Regions from separate parts of the Sus scrofa genome. Here region 2 is linked to region 1. A link is a contact called in public Hi-C data. All regions are on one chromosome and are shown on one strand. Each heading gives the region's core, a stretch centred on a gene start, on an enhancer-like site or on the middle of the called end of the contact. The rest is flanking DNA. Distances are from core to core; before and after follow the strand shown. Region 1 has its middle 130 kb from the start of CXADR. Region 2 holds the start of CXADR (coxsackievirus and adenovirus receptor).

The links. A called contact is a pair of places that touch in the nucleus more often than the background predicts.
Region 2: a Hi-C map of omental adipose tissue shows a contact between it and region 1, with 1.6 times the contacts expected there. The contact joins the promoter of CXADR here to the enhancer-like site in region 1. A contact is called at or near these places in 1 of 5 promoter capture datasets (liver) and 3 of 47 Hi-C or Micro-C datasets (brain, embryonic fibroblasts and omental adipose tissue).

The regions. Positions count from the first base shown.
Region 1 is chr13:182,001,556-182,008,323 of Sscrofa11.1, forward strand. No RefSeq gene overlaps it. Among named protein-coding and RNA genes, the nearest start is that of CXADR, 130 kb to the right of the region's middle. Within about 2 kb of position 4,161, at least 4 of the 83 cell types and tissues checked have an H3K27ac peak or open chromatin away from gene starts, as enhancers often do. A contact at or near this core is called in omental adipose tissue, where this site is marked.
Region 2 is chr13:182,130,981-182,137,748 of Sscrofa11.1, forward strand. It overlaps CXADR (coxsackievirus and adenovirus receptor), which reads left to right and starts at 3,436. Exons shown (of 7, transcript XM_013982543.2): 1 at 3,436-4,280. The coding sequence starts at 4,238.

The DNA of each region.
Region 1 (6,768 bases), core at 2,911-5,410:
TCTGTTGGGGCAGGTGGCTACTGTGGAAGTGGCCTGGGATTAAACCACTTTGCCAGTCCTCAGCCATCAGGCTGCCCATAAAGCATGTGTTCATATGTTTAGGAAAAGAAACCAAAGAAGGGAGGAAGGCTGAAGACCTAGAAGAGGGCAGCAATGGGTAGAGCGGAGTCTGGAGAAGATGAGGCTTACCATCGCCCGGATGAAAGGATTGCCTTTTACCAGGAAAGAGGGCAAGAGGTAAAGATGCAGGTAACTTTTTAGACACATGTTGAAAGTGAGGTAGTCACACTTGATGAAGCAGGAAGCAAAACCCGGGCCCAGAGTGAAAAGAGGGAGTGGCTTGGGGTGTTGACAGTCTGGAGTTTCCACTTAGAGGATGTTAAATGGGTTTAACAGCTTCAGGGGCAGGACCAGCCATGGCTTGTGGCTAGACCGGGGAAGGCCTGGTGCAAAATGAAAAGCAGGGCTCCTTGTCCAAAGATGGCTCAGAATTTCAAGACGACAAAAGCATGGCATTGAAACAAGCGCAAGCACAAGGCCCTCCTGAGTGTGGAGCCCTGGAGACTGTAAGGATCACACATGCTAATCAAAGGTCAGGGGAGAGATGAGTCTATGAATCTATGCTGGCCTCAGCTGGATGCTACACAGCCCAGAGTTCTGACTCGCTCTGCTGCATTCACCAAAATCCCTCTCCAGGAGGAAGAGACCAGATCAGGGATGAGTAAAATTCCTCTGGTCACAGGCAGTTTTCCACCTCCTGATTTTGTAGCCGAGTGAAACAATCACTCCTCTCTTTTTTTTTTTTTTTTTTTTAATGATTTTTATTTTTTCCATTATAGCTGGTTTACAGTGTTCTGGCAATTTTCTACTGTACAGCAAGGTGACCCCAATACATGCATACATTCTTTTTCTCACATTATCCTCCATCATGCTCCATCCTAAATGACTAGCTATAGTTCCCAGTGCTAGACAGCAGGAACTCCCCTCCTTTTGCAATGGAGGGTGTTGTTATTGGTGGGCAAGTGTTCCTTATTATCCCAAAGTCTTTGCTAGATTGCTCCATAGTAATAACAGCAGATAAATTATTAGCTTAAAAAGTGAAGGCATTTCTTAAAACAGAGATCACATTTTTGTTTGGTTGCACAAGCATCATGTGAAAACTCCCAGGTCAGGCAACCTGCACCACAGCTGCAACCCAAGCTACAGCAGTTTCAATGCCGGGTCCTTAACACACTGCACCACCAAGGAACTCCAGAGATCACATTTTTTAACAAAACAAAATTATTTCATTTCAAAAGACTAGAGAATGTCATAAGAGGAAAAAGAAAAAAAAAACATGTTTCTGTGAAGGAACTTTCAAACTATTCAATTTTCTATATCCATATAGAGGTTAAATGAGTTCCAAGTCATATTGTATAAAAACACTGCATAACAGGTTTCAAATTATATTAAATTCCAAAAAACTGACATTTTATCAGTGTGTTTTTTTCAATATAAATCTCAGTTTCTTACCAAAAAAAAAAAAATTAGTGTTTTTCCAAATAGAAATTTTTCTCAGTCATTAGCTGGAAATATTTATTCTAGAGCTAATGAGATAATCAAATATTTGTTGAAATACTTGAGCAACCTGACTTGCATATATAACTCCTAATTATTTTTGTTACCACGAACTCTCAAGATACTGAACATACCTGCTGGTTATGTTTTCAAAAACATTTGTATTATCAGACTAGCTGAAACTATTTTAACTATGTTTGTAGAGATTTTGCGGCAGCCAGAATGCGCACGAAGAAATATTTTCAAAATAAATGAAACTGCAGAGATAAGAAGCAGGTGGTATCCTCCAGATCTTCCTCCTGTCTTAAGAAAATTTGCGAGTGTAACTATACAATTTTCAAAAATCTCTAGGAATATAAACTAGAACGGTTTCATTGTAAATGTACTCCAATTCTCTTTTTTCCTACCATTTTAGAAAATTCCATGGAGTTAGGCTTAAATCAAACTTTTAGTCTATTCATTACCATGTCCATACTTTGAGCAGTCTGTCGAAATTTCTAAAACATCTTCATTTGTGCAATGGAAGTTCTCACTTCTGAGATGCTTACAGAAGCACGCTTAGGAAGTATAAAGCCTAGGGGAAAAGGACTTAGGCACAGAGCCCTGGGTTTTGACCCTAATGTCATTATCATGGAGGGAGTGAACTTGGACGAACGACCTACCTGGGACACAGTCCTTCAACAATAGTAAGTATAAAGCAATAATAACAACATATACAGGGCTTAGATGAGGATCAAATGAGGTTAGATAATTTAAAATGAGTTGCACAAATGTAAGTAGATAGACAGACAAAAGATAATAGACCGACAGGAGACAGAGAGGAATAAGATGTCGCAGGAACAGCTTGGACTCTTAGAAATTCCCAATGTAATAGAAGAAGCAATATGGATTCACAAAGAACTACAGCACAAGGGAAGATGACAACTGTCGAAAAAAGGAGGCAGGAACACCTCTCTTTGTTCTGATATCTTCTCAAGCAGTTCAGGCATCCTGGTCTCATTAATTTGTGTTTTTGAAAAAGAAATATTAGCAATCAGCATTGCTAGGTACAGCAGGACCAGCTACCCACAACTTGTGGGGCCCAGGATGAAATAAAAACACGGGTCTCCTTGAGAAAATGATTAGGAATTTCAAAACTGTGACAGCTGAGCATTAAGCCAAGGGCAGGGCCGGTTCTGTGCAGCAAAGCCCTACGGGACTACACAGATCACAAGCCCACAGAACCCAGCCTGGTACAGGGGAGATACTGATTCTGGCTCATTTCGGCAGCATTTATCGAATTTCCAAGAAGGTTGCATACAAAGCTCAGAGCTGCACAGAAAGAATCATGAGGTAAAACTAAAGCCCTGTCTGAAAGGGCAGCACTACTCCTGCGTTGACTAGTTTGTGCTGCTACTACCATAGCCTGTAGAATTTCATTTTATCACAACCACTGTCAAGGCTAAGAGAACATTCCCTCTTGTCCCACATTTCGATGGGTTGGTAGCTCCTGACTCAGTGTCTGGGAGAGAAATATCTGATTGACAGAGCCTGAGCCACATGCTGTAGCAAGTACAGAAAGCATGTAACTGGCATTTTCCTCAGACAGCAGCAGGTGGGCTCCACCTCCTATCGGGTTCCATAAAGTAGGGAATTCTCTGTAGAATCCCCTACCACGAGGGAATGACGATGACAAAAGTCCATTAGAGAAATCAAACAATTTTCTCAGGCAGATAAAGTTAGCAAGCTTGGTACGCTTTGATTTCACTCTGAAACTCACAAGTTTATCTCAGAAAAAAAAGGCCCTGATATACCAGATGTGTTTTAAGCTGTAAAATATATACACAGATGGAAATGTTCTAAAATTAGGTTGTGATGATGGCTGTACAATTATACATACAGTAAAATTCACTGAATAATGAAAAATAAACTATATACCCAGGTGCTTTCCAGCTTCATTCCATTAGAAACGACCTTAGATGTCCCAAATTTGTTCTCAATATTTTCTCAAAAATAAGATTGAGCCCAAGCCATTCCCTTCTTCTGATCAAAATCAGCACTCATGAATTACAGTGCTGATGCACTGTTTTTACCTGCCCATTCCTTCACTTCTGGATTCTCTCACACCAATCATGTGATTCTGATGGTGCTGCCTGTCACCCTCCCACACCCCAATACTCATTTTCTCGCCAATGAGCCGCTGGCCCAGCCAATGATAAAGCCCCCTTTCCCTAATGACAGTGGTCCAGTACAGACACTCTCAAAAGCTTAACGTGCCCACCCATCAACTAGGGATCCTTTACTCTGAAGATTCTGATTCAGTAGATGTGAGGTGGCCTGAGGGCTTGCATTTCTAACAAGCATTTGGATAGCGCCGCTGTCGCTGATCTGTGGGAATAGCAAGGACCTTGGTTATGTCCTGGGTGGTCTGTCCTGGGGGTTGCCCACTCTAACCAAACCAGGCCAGATTATCGACCCAGAGCAAACCAGGGTCTGAGTGCAGAGAGAGGAAGAAGGCAATGAGCATTTTGCTTCCCCTTTGACCTCCTTGTACCTGGTGCCAGTTCCTCCTCACCCCAGTCACACAGGCCAGTAAATCAAGTTCTTGTTTAAATAAGGCTGCTTGGATTTCTGCACTTGCAACCGAAAGTACACAGAGAACGTAAAACATCCTTTAGCTATAATCTAAGTGTCCATGTTGCCCTGAACAAAGCTATTCTTCATTTGCTGCAATTGCAATCTACCTACTTAAAGGAATTTTGAATTCTGACTCGTGATTATAATAAATAACTAGGAACAAATAGATAAGTGTCAAATGAGTTGTTGCATGTTTAAAATTCACTTCGTTTTTTATTGGAGGAATAAAGCCAATACAAAGTCTTTTAAGGCTTCTCCCTGATCAATTGAGTTTAAAAAAAAAAAAATGGTATTCATTAGAGATGTTTATTCCCAGTCTACCAGCTTCCTGTGTCTCTCCACTGACTTTTCTATAGGTGAATTTAACTCTGGAACCAGGAAAAGAGGTGCCATATAGCTCCAGTCCGCTGTGGGGTACAGACATCTGTAAAGCTAAACTAGAATTCTAAATGATATGCATTTGGGCCCTAAAATTCCACTGAGTTCATGAATGTCTACCAACTGAACCACACTTCTCTAGTGTAAACTAATTATTTTTAATTCACGTTAATTGTTTTAAACATAAGTTGAGATGATTTTGCATTTTTAAAAGTAGGTTTATTAACTGTATTATGGATTAAATCAGTCCTCCTCTGCTCAAATGGCACAAATTATTAATCACCTAATATGAAGAATAGATGGGTGACAATTCTGAAGAGAAGGTTAAATAAACACTGGCAGAAGTCTTCCTAGTGAAAAATGACTCACTGTGCTGAGAGGGGATAATGTCACAATCCTCGGAGACAAATAAATAGATATTCCCATTACAAGCATAAATGGAGAGTAATTAGCACATTCACAAAGCATGGTTATTATTCTCTTGTGAGGGCAATGGATTCTTAGTTCAAGCAACAGTTTATCAAACCTTTGTGTGAGGCCAGGGTAAATCACACAGCAAAACAGCTTCAGCAGTTCAGCTCAACTCACAGTCTACACACATTTCGTCTGTTCCCTTGGACCCAGGTGAGGTTTTTTTAAATGGATTCTCACAGAACCTACTTCCTCCATCATCTGCAGAACCACCGCACACATGTTCACTTTTTTTAATCTCTCCCTGCCTCTTTCCAAACCCCTCTACACAGTTAGGTATTTAGCACAAAGTCAGTGTTTTAAATATGTGTTAACTTCAGGGACAAGAAAGTTGGAAGATGCTACATCATAACTGATTTATTCATAATGAGAGGGGCACTGTGTGTTTGTAAGTTGCTAACAGTAATGATGCATTCGGCCTTGAGAAAACTTTATACTTCATTGAGTTTATTTTTTCAATATAATAACATGAAAAGATTTCGTTTTCCTATATAAAATAAAGCTACCCAGTGCTGCTGAATTTGGCTTAAAAAGTCATGCGTCTTGTCCTTGCATTTGAAAAATTTAAAATCCATAGTTCCCATGGTAGCTCATCGGAAAACAAATCTGACTAGTATCCATGAAGACACTGGTTTGATCCCCAGTCTCACTCAGTGGGTTAAGTATACAGCTTTACTGTGAGCTGTGGTGTAGGTCGCAGACGCGGCTCGGATGCCAAGTTGCTCTGGCTGTGGTGTAGGCAGCTACGGCTCCAATTTGATCCCTAGCCTGGGAACCTCCATATGCCAGGGGTGGAGCCCTAAAAAGATAAAGAAAAAAAAGGTTAAAATCCAAAGTTATTATTAAGGGTTTAATAGTATATGACGTTAAAAAAACAGGTTAAATATCTTTAAAACACTGGCCCAAGGTAAAGAAACTTGTTACAATTCTTTTCTAAATTATATCACCAGCTACCACTAGGTGGAGCTTTATCTCTTCTTATTTCCAGTAAACAGATTTGCGCATTGAAGGCACATAGGGCTAAATCCATAAGATTTCCACTTTTCATTGTATGTACAAGTTAATTTATTCTCGTATTTTATATTATCCCCTATATATGTGATATCTATAAGCCAAAAATGTCATTCATGTTTATCGAAGACTAACCAATTTACTCTCAAATCACTTTCCTAGATAGAAGTTAATTCTACGTGTAATTTTTTTTTCCATTTTCATGGCTCCATTGACATAATAAGAAAAAAATATCAAAAGTAATGAATTTTTCCATTCAAAAAATAAGGTATCTGCCTAAATAAATTAAAGGAAAAATGTTATCAACTATCTTTAACTTAATGATGAGCTTTCCAAACTCTGACAGTACACAGCACCCATAGTGTCTCAGTAACTTTTCCATCATGTGCCAGGCCAAAAAAAAAAAGAAAAGAAAGGAAAAAACCCAAAGTTTGTGTACTAAGTTCTTAGGTTTAACAACCAAAGAAGTATTTAGGTTGCAACAACTTAATAGCTGTTTGAAAAAAGTAAACACAGGAGTTCCCATCGTGGCTCAGCAGAAATGAATCCGACTAGGAACCATGAGGTTACAGGTTCGATCCATGGCCTCGCTCAGTGGGTTAAGGATCCAGCATTACCATGAGCTGTGGTGTAGGTTGCAGACGAGGCTCGAACGTGGCATTGCTGTGGCTCTGGCATAGGCCGGCAGCAACAGCTCTGATTAGACCCCTAGCCTGGGAACCTCCATAGGCCGTG
Region 2 (6,768 bases), core at 2,186-4,685, 130 kb after region 1:
TGAGGGAATACAGAAACAAAGGAGGAGCAATAAAGAAACAATAGTGCAGCCATAAAGCAGATTCCTGCTTCCTCCTCAAGGGATAAACATAACAATATCTTTGAGTTCTTCTGCGGGAACTAAGGCCCTCACCCAGGTAGAGGATGGTAACTTTAGGCTGAACACAAGATTTCTGAAGCAACATCCTGTTACCTCACCATGAACCCATCAGAAGAAAGTGTGCACACAGCAGAAGATATCAAATCCTCTGACTTCCTCCCTAAATGATTAACTGCAATTAACTTCCCCTTTCTCCCTTTAAAAACTTCCATGGTTGAGCAGAATCTTGGGAGTTGGTTCTTGGACCCCAGGCTGCCAGCCTCCTGGATAATGCAAACTTTCCCTTCCAACCAATGCCTGTCTTAGAGTGCTTGGTCCCTTACCAAGAAAGGGCAATTCATTTAATGGTTGTGTGCTATTTGTTAGCTTGGTTTTCCTTTTTTTTTTTTTTTTTTCCTGTCTTTTCTAGGGCCGCACTCATGGCACACAGTTCTCAGGCTAGGGGTCTAATCGGAGCTATAGCCACTGGCCTACGCCAGAGCCACTTTTTTGTCTTTTTGTCTTTTTAGGGCCACATCCTGAAGCATATGGAGGTTCCCAGGCTAGGGATAAAATCAAGCTACAGCTGCCGGCCACAGTCACAGCCACAGCCATAGAAATGCTGAGTCTGTGACCTACCCACAGCTCATGGCAACGCTGGGATCCTTGCAACCCACTAAGCAAGGCTAGGGATCGAACCCGCATCCTCATGGATACTAGTCAGGTTTTGTTAACCACTGAGGCACAACAGGAACTCCAGCTTGGTTTGAAGATACCAAACAGTTCATAATTTATGTGTTCTAGAATCAATGAGATTATCTCATTACAGCTTCCAGGAGACAAAATTTCCAAGCTGACAAGCACTACAAAAGCTTTTTAAGGTTCCGTTAATAAGTTTCACGGCTGGAGTTCCGGTCGTGGCTCAGTGGTTAATGAATCCGATTAGGAACCATGAGGTTTCAGTCCGATCCCTGGCCTCACTCAGTGGGTTAAGGATCTGGTGTTGCCGTGAGCTGTGGTATAGGTCGCAGATGTGGCTCAGATCCCATGTTGCTATGGCTCTGGTGTAGGCCAGTAGCTACAGCTCCAATTAGATCCCTAGTCTGGGAACCTCCCTATGCCGTGGGTGTGGCCCTAGAAAAAGCAAAAAGACAAAAAAAAAAAAAAGGAGTTTCGCAGAGTTCCCACTGTGGCTCAATGGATCAGCGGTGTCCTGGGAGAAGTGGGGTACAGGTTTGATTCTGGGCCGGCACAGAGGTTTAAGAATCTGGCCTTGCTGTAGCTGTGGCTTAGGTCTCAACTGTGGCTCAGATTTGATCCCTGGCCTCGGAACTCCATATGTCATTGGGCAGACAAAAAAGAAAAAAATAGTTTCAGGTTACTGCGTAATTTTAGCTACTATTTATATGAAATAATGTACTCAAACCAAAGTCTAAAGACAACTTCATATAACATTTTTTTCCTTTTTTCCCCCAGTTTTAATATAATTTCTAAAAGAAAAATAGTTCACTAAATAGGACAAACTGCTTCTTTCAAAATTACTTAAATCTTAGAGATGATACATTTGGAAAAATCTGTGTTAAATAATCTGAAGAAGTAGAAAACATTAGTTTTGTGAAATTTACACTCAGAAGTACATCCTAAAAAGATATATTAAGATGTAATGATTTGAGTTATCACATGGATATTTATGTAGTCTTTATTAACATATATCATATGCTAATATATAAATTAAACATATTCAGTTCATCAAATACTAAAGAACCTACTATGGGCTGTGCTTCAAAGAGAAAAAAAAAAGATGAATGATGTACCTTTTGGCTTTGTAGGAATATTCAGAGTAAGAGAAATCATTGATAGGTATGAAAATACCAACCACAGGAGGCAAAAGGTAAGGACCGTAAAGCAAAATACCAGAAGGAAAGGGATTAAAAATCCTTTGGGGTAAATTACTGAGAATTTCCTGTAGTAAGTGGTTGAGATGAACTCTGAAGGGTGGGTTTGATTTCTACTGAAGGAGACACAAAGGTAGCAACTTAATAACAAATGAGTGTACTGCTTGGAAGTGATTAATACTAGAAAAATCCTCATAAGAGTCTGAAATAGATATGGACTTTAATACTTAATATTTTCTGGAGTTCATGTCATGGCTCAGTGGTTAACGGATCCGATTAGGAACCATGAGGTTTTGGGTTTGATCCCTGGCCTTGCTCAGTGGGTTAGGGATCCGGCATTGCCGTGAGCTCTGGAGTAGGTTGCAGACGCGGCTTGGATCCCATGTTGGTGTGGCTCTGGCATAGGCCAGTGGCTACAGCTCCAATTCGACCCCTAGCCTGGGAACCTCCATATGCTGCAGGAGCAGCCCAAGAAATGGCAAAAAGACAAAACAAACAAACAAACAAAAAACCCCAACATTTTCTGATTTCATTGCACAAAATTTTCAGTTCCAAATATTTTATTTTTATTTTTTGACTGCCCCAGGCGGCATATGGAGTTCCCAGGCCAGGGATCAGATTCCAGCTGCAGTTGCCACCTACACTACAGCTGCTGGATCCTTAACCCATTGTGCTGGGCTGAGTATGGAAACTGCCTCCCAGCCAGAAACACCCGGGATCCCTTTGCACCACAGGGGGAACCCCTTCAGTTACATCCAATAGAATTCCTGTTTTCTTACCTAATAGTTCCTAGAGGGTAATCAGGACTCTCCTGAGATGAGCCAGGATTCTACTGCAGACAAATTAAATCAGAATTGCTGGAGGTCTTGGCATTTCATATAATTTCTCCAGAAATTCTGATCTGCAGGGTTACAAACCACCAGGCTAAACTGCAGTAGGGCAACTTTGGTCTTCTTGATAACTAGTTTATTTTCTTTGCTGGTTCAATAACTAACAAGAATTTTCCAATATTATTTTTTATTAGCTTCCACTTTACTGAGCACTTACTATGTGCCAGGCACAGTGCCAAGCATTCTTTTGTGCATTATCTCATCTAACCTTCATAGCTACCTTTGAGGTGGGTGCTACTTCGAAGTTACTTGCCCAGTTACTGCCCCATTCCGGAGCGCAAGTGTTTACCCACCCCAATCCACTGCCTCCCTCCTCTAATTGACTCCTAATAAGGAACTCTTGGAAACACTAAAGTCTCTCAGCAGTTATAAATAAACGTTATCTGGAAAGAGCAACCAAGAATAAGCAGCAAAATGACAGAACAAGTATGGAGGGCACCAGGTGACAGAAAAGTCAGGAAGATTCTGGCATATTCAAGTTCTTCAATTGCCTGACTCCCCCAGCTCTACCCCCCCGCCCCGCCCCAGGACATTAACCGTCCCTGCTAACCCCCAATTTTCAAGCTCTCTAGTCTTTGTTGGCCAATTTCAGGGCTGGAATAACCTTTAAATACAAAGGAGGAAACCCAATCCGGGTATTTTCCAATTCCATAGCCGCAATTTAGGAGGTTAAGCAATACTGGGGATGCGGAAAAGCCTTCCGTAGCCTTCTTCAGCAGCCTAGTCGTCTCAACGAGATGGGTACAAATGCGAGGGGCTGCCCAGTTGGCTTCCTTTATCTGGAACCTTAGGTGGGAGAGCCCGCCCCAGCAGCAAAGCTCCAGAGGTAGGAGGCGTGGCTGGCCGGAGGCCCCCACCCCTACTACCCCGAGGGGAGGGGAGGGTTAGTGCGGACGCGGCTGCCCGCTTTAGCTGCCCTTCAGGGTCCGGTGCGATGTCTTGAGGCAAGGGCGCTACCGCAGTTTTAGTCTTCTGGGGAGACCAGCTGGCCGGACCCACGTGCACAAACCCGATTTAACTGAAGGCATTGAGACGGAGATCCCGGTTCAGGCTTGGGGCCAGTGGCCGCTGGCGCACCTCAACGCGGGAGCTCCGCCGGCCGGGAGTTCCTTTCTGGGGAGTGTCCCCAAGGGCAGCCAGTGAGGGGCTCCCGGTTGCCGTGGCAACCCCACGCGCCCGGCGGGGACCGCGCGCGCCGAGGGGCTTCGCCACTACCGGAAGTGACGTGTTTCACCTGCCGAGCGAGGGCGGGGTGGGACCAGGCTGCGAGGTGCCGCCGCCGTCAGCCAGTCGGGAGCGCGCGAGGAGCCGGGTGACTGAGACCGGGTTTAGAGCCGCCTACCTGCAGTCGTCGCCCACGGCCGGGCCGCCACCATGGCGCTTCTGCTGCGCTTCGTGCTCCTGTGTGGAGTCGCGGGTGAGTGGGGGCAATTCGGTCCCTCGGGTCCTCATTGCCTGGCCAGCCCTGGGGCGTTCGCTGCCTGCGGTCACCCGGGAACAATGAGGCGTGGGGGAGGGGGCGGGAGCGATTTGGGGGCTGCGGCAGCCGTGGCGGTACGCGCGGAATTGCATTGGGATGATTTTGAGCGGCCGGGCTCGCGAGCTGCGAAGGTGGGGCGGCTGGGAAGGGAGCCCTGAGGTGGCGTGGGGTGCCTGGTGCGGGGGAGTTGGAGCGAGCTGACCGAGCCCCGGCTTGAGGGTGGCGGTGGGGAGTCTCCCCGGGCGCCGGTGGGTGGGCGCGGCGTGCTGGGTGCGCCTGGCGTCTCTGCCAGACTGTTCTTTGCGGTGGGTGCGGGCTTTGCTTTCTTTGCTCTTACCCTTTCTCTTAGCCGTGGTGTCGAGTGTGTCCAGGGTTAGCCGACTTCAAAAGCCTTGGGCGGTGAGTTTTCAGGTGTCGAGCAGTCTAAGCGGGGAGGCTGAATTACAAACGCCATGATTAAATGGACACCGGGCTTTTCAGTGCCTTGGATCGTCCAGGCTACCTCTAGGAAAGAGGCGATGAACGAACTGTAGCTTGAGCATTCTTGATCTCATAGAAGAGGCGAGCCCAGGCATGAGCTGTTAACTAGACGGTAACTCGACGAAGTAGACCGTGGAAAATCAGAAGTAGGTTCCTGCAAAAATGCAGTATTGATTTCTCCTCCCATTGGGTAAAGTGCAGAGGAGAAATTACTAACCTTGGTTTTGAGTATGTAATGATTTGATTCATTTTGATCATAAGATGGGATGATGTGCTCAGGGTAATTCCGAAAGGATTCGCCAAACACGCATTCGACTGCCTCTTTCTGGGGAGGGAAAAATAGGCTTTTTAAAAATGCCTGGACCAGTAGAAGGCGTAATCATTGACTGCTTAAAAAAGAACTGATCTTGTTTTGTCCAAGTAATCACTTGTCGAATTTTAGATCCCCAAAATCCTTTAAACCAACAAAAAAATTGCATAGGTGGAACCCTAGGAGGCACATTTTGTGTAGCCTCCAGTAGGATATTTTTAAGCACTCTAAAGCGGAGTCGAGTAGCCCTTTCTATTAGGCTGGCTCTCTGCTTCCTGTTGAAATGTTAATTCCATTGTTGGATGCCACAGCTGTGAGCATTACTCCTGGGATCAACATTCTATTAACAAGTCTAATCTTCTATCTGGGTCTATAGCACTACCTCCACCTTTTTAATACATATCATTTAGGCCGGGCTGAAATTTCCAAAGCTTCCCCTAAAGATGAGGGGTCGGGAGTTCCTGTCGTGGCTCAGTGGTTAACGAATCCGACTAGGAACCATGAGGTTGCGGGTTCGACCCCTGGTCTTGCTCAGTGGGTTGGGGATCCGAGTTGCCTTGAGCTGTGGTGTAGGTTGCAGACATGGCTCAGATCCTGAGTTGCTGTGGCTCTGGTGTAGGCTGGCGGCTACAGCTTCGACCCCTAGCCTGGGAACCTCCATATGCCGCAGGAGCGGCCCACGAAATGGCAAAAAGACAAAAAAAAAAGATGAAGGGTCAGTAACATTTTACATGATACTGTCCCACCTTTTTTTTGGTCAAGGGCTACACTGAAGTAGAAGTTGAGACCATTGTGGCCTCTGTGTGAAAAAAAAATGTTTTAGCCTATATCTAAACAGAAGTGGAAGAAGCTAAACCATATAGAGGAATTTTTTTTTTTTCCCCCAGGGATATCAGGATAATTGTCTGGATTTAATTTTTTCAGGATGCCTCACTTTGATAGGCACAATCTCAATCTCACAATCAATATTTTGATACATGTAGCGTCATCCTGCTTATAAATTGTACTTCTGGGTACGGTGAACATCTCTTTAAAGGACTATTGTCTTCAAGTAAACAACTATTAGGAAACAACTCAAAAACTGCAACTGATGTGGAGCTTTGAGTATTTCTACAGATACTTCATATTTTATTTTTGTCCTTTTTTTAGGGCCGCACCTGTGGCATATGGAGGTTCCCAGGCTAGGAGTCTAATCAGAGCTGTAGCCACCGGCCTACACCACCACCACAACAACGCAAGATCCGAGCTGCCGTCAGTGACCTACACCACAGCTCAGGGCAACGCTGGATCCTTAACCCACTGAGTGAGGCAAGGGATCTAACCTACAACCTCATGGCTCCTAGTCGGATTCTTTTCTGCTGCACCCTGATGGGAACTCCAAGATACTTCATATTTTAGAAGTCTATTGCCATGAACTCAGTTTTGAGTGATAACATGATTGATTGTACAATTGGAACCCTGACAGAATTCTTTTTGATGCATTTTTATTGCCTATTTAGTAGCAAGTCATACCATCAGTAATAGTGGTGGCAGTGGTGATGGAGCAGTAGCAGTAGTAAAAGTAAAGCAGTTTATTAAATGCCAGGCACTGTTCTAAGGGCTTTACATATACTCATTTAATGGACCTGGTAACCC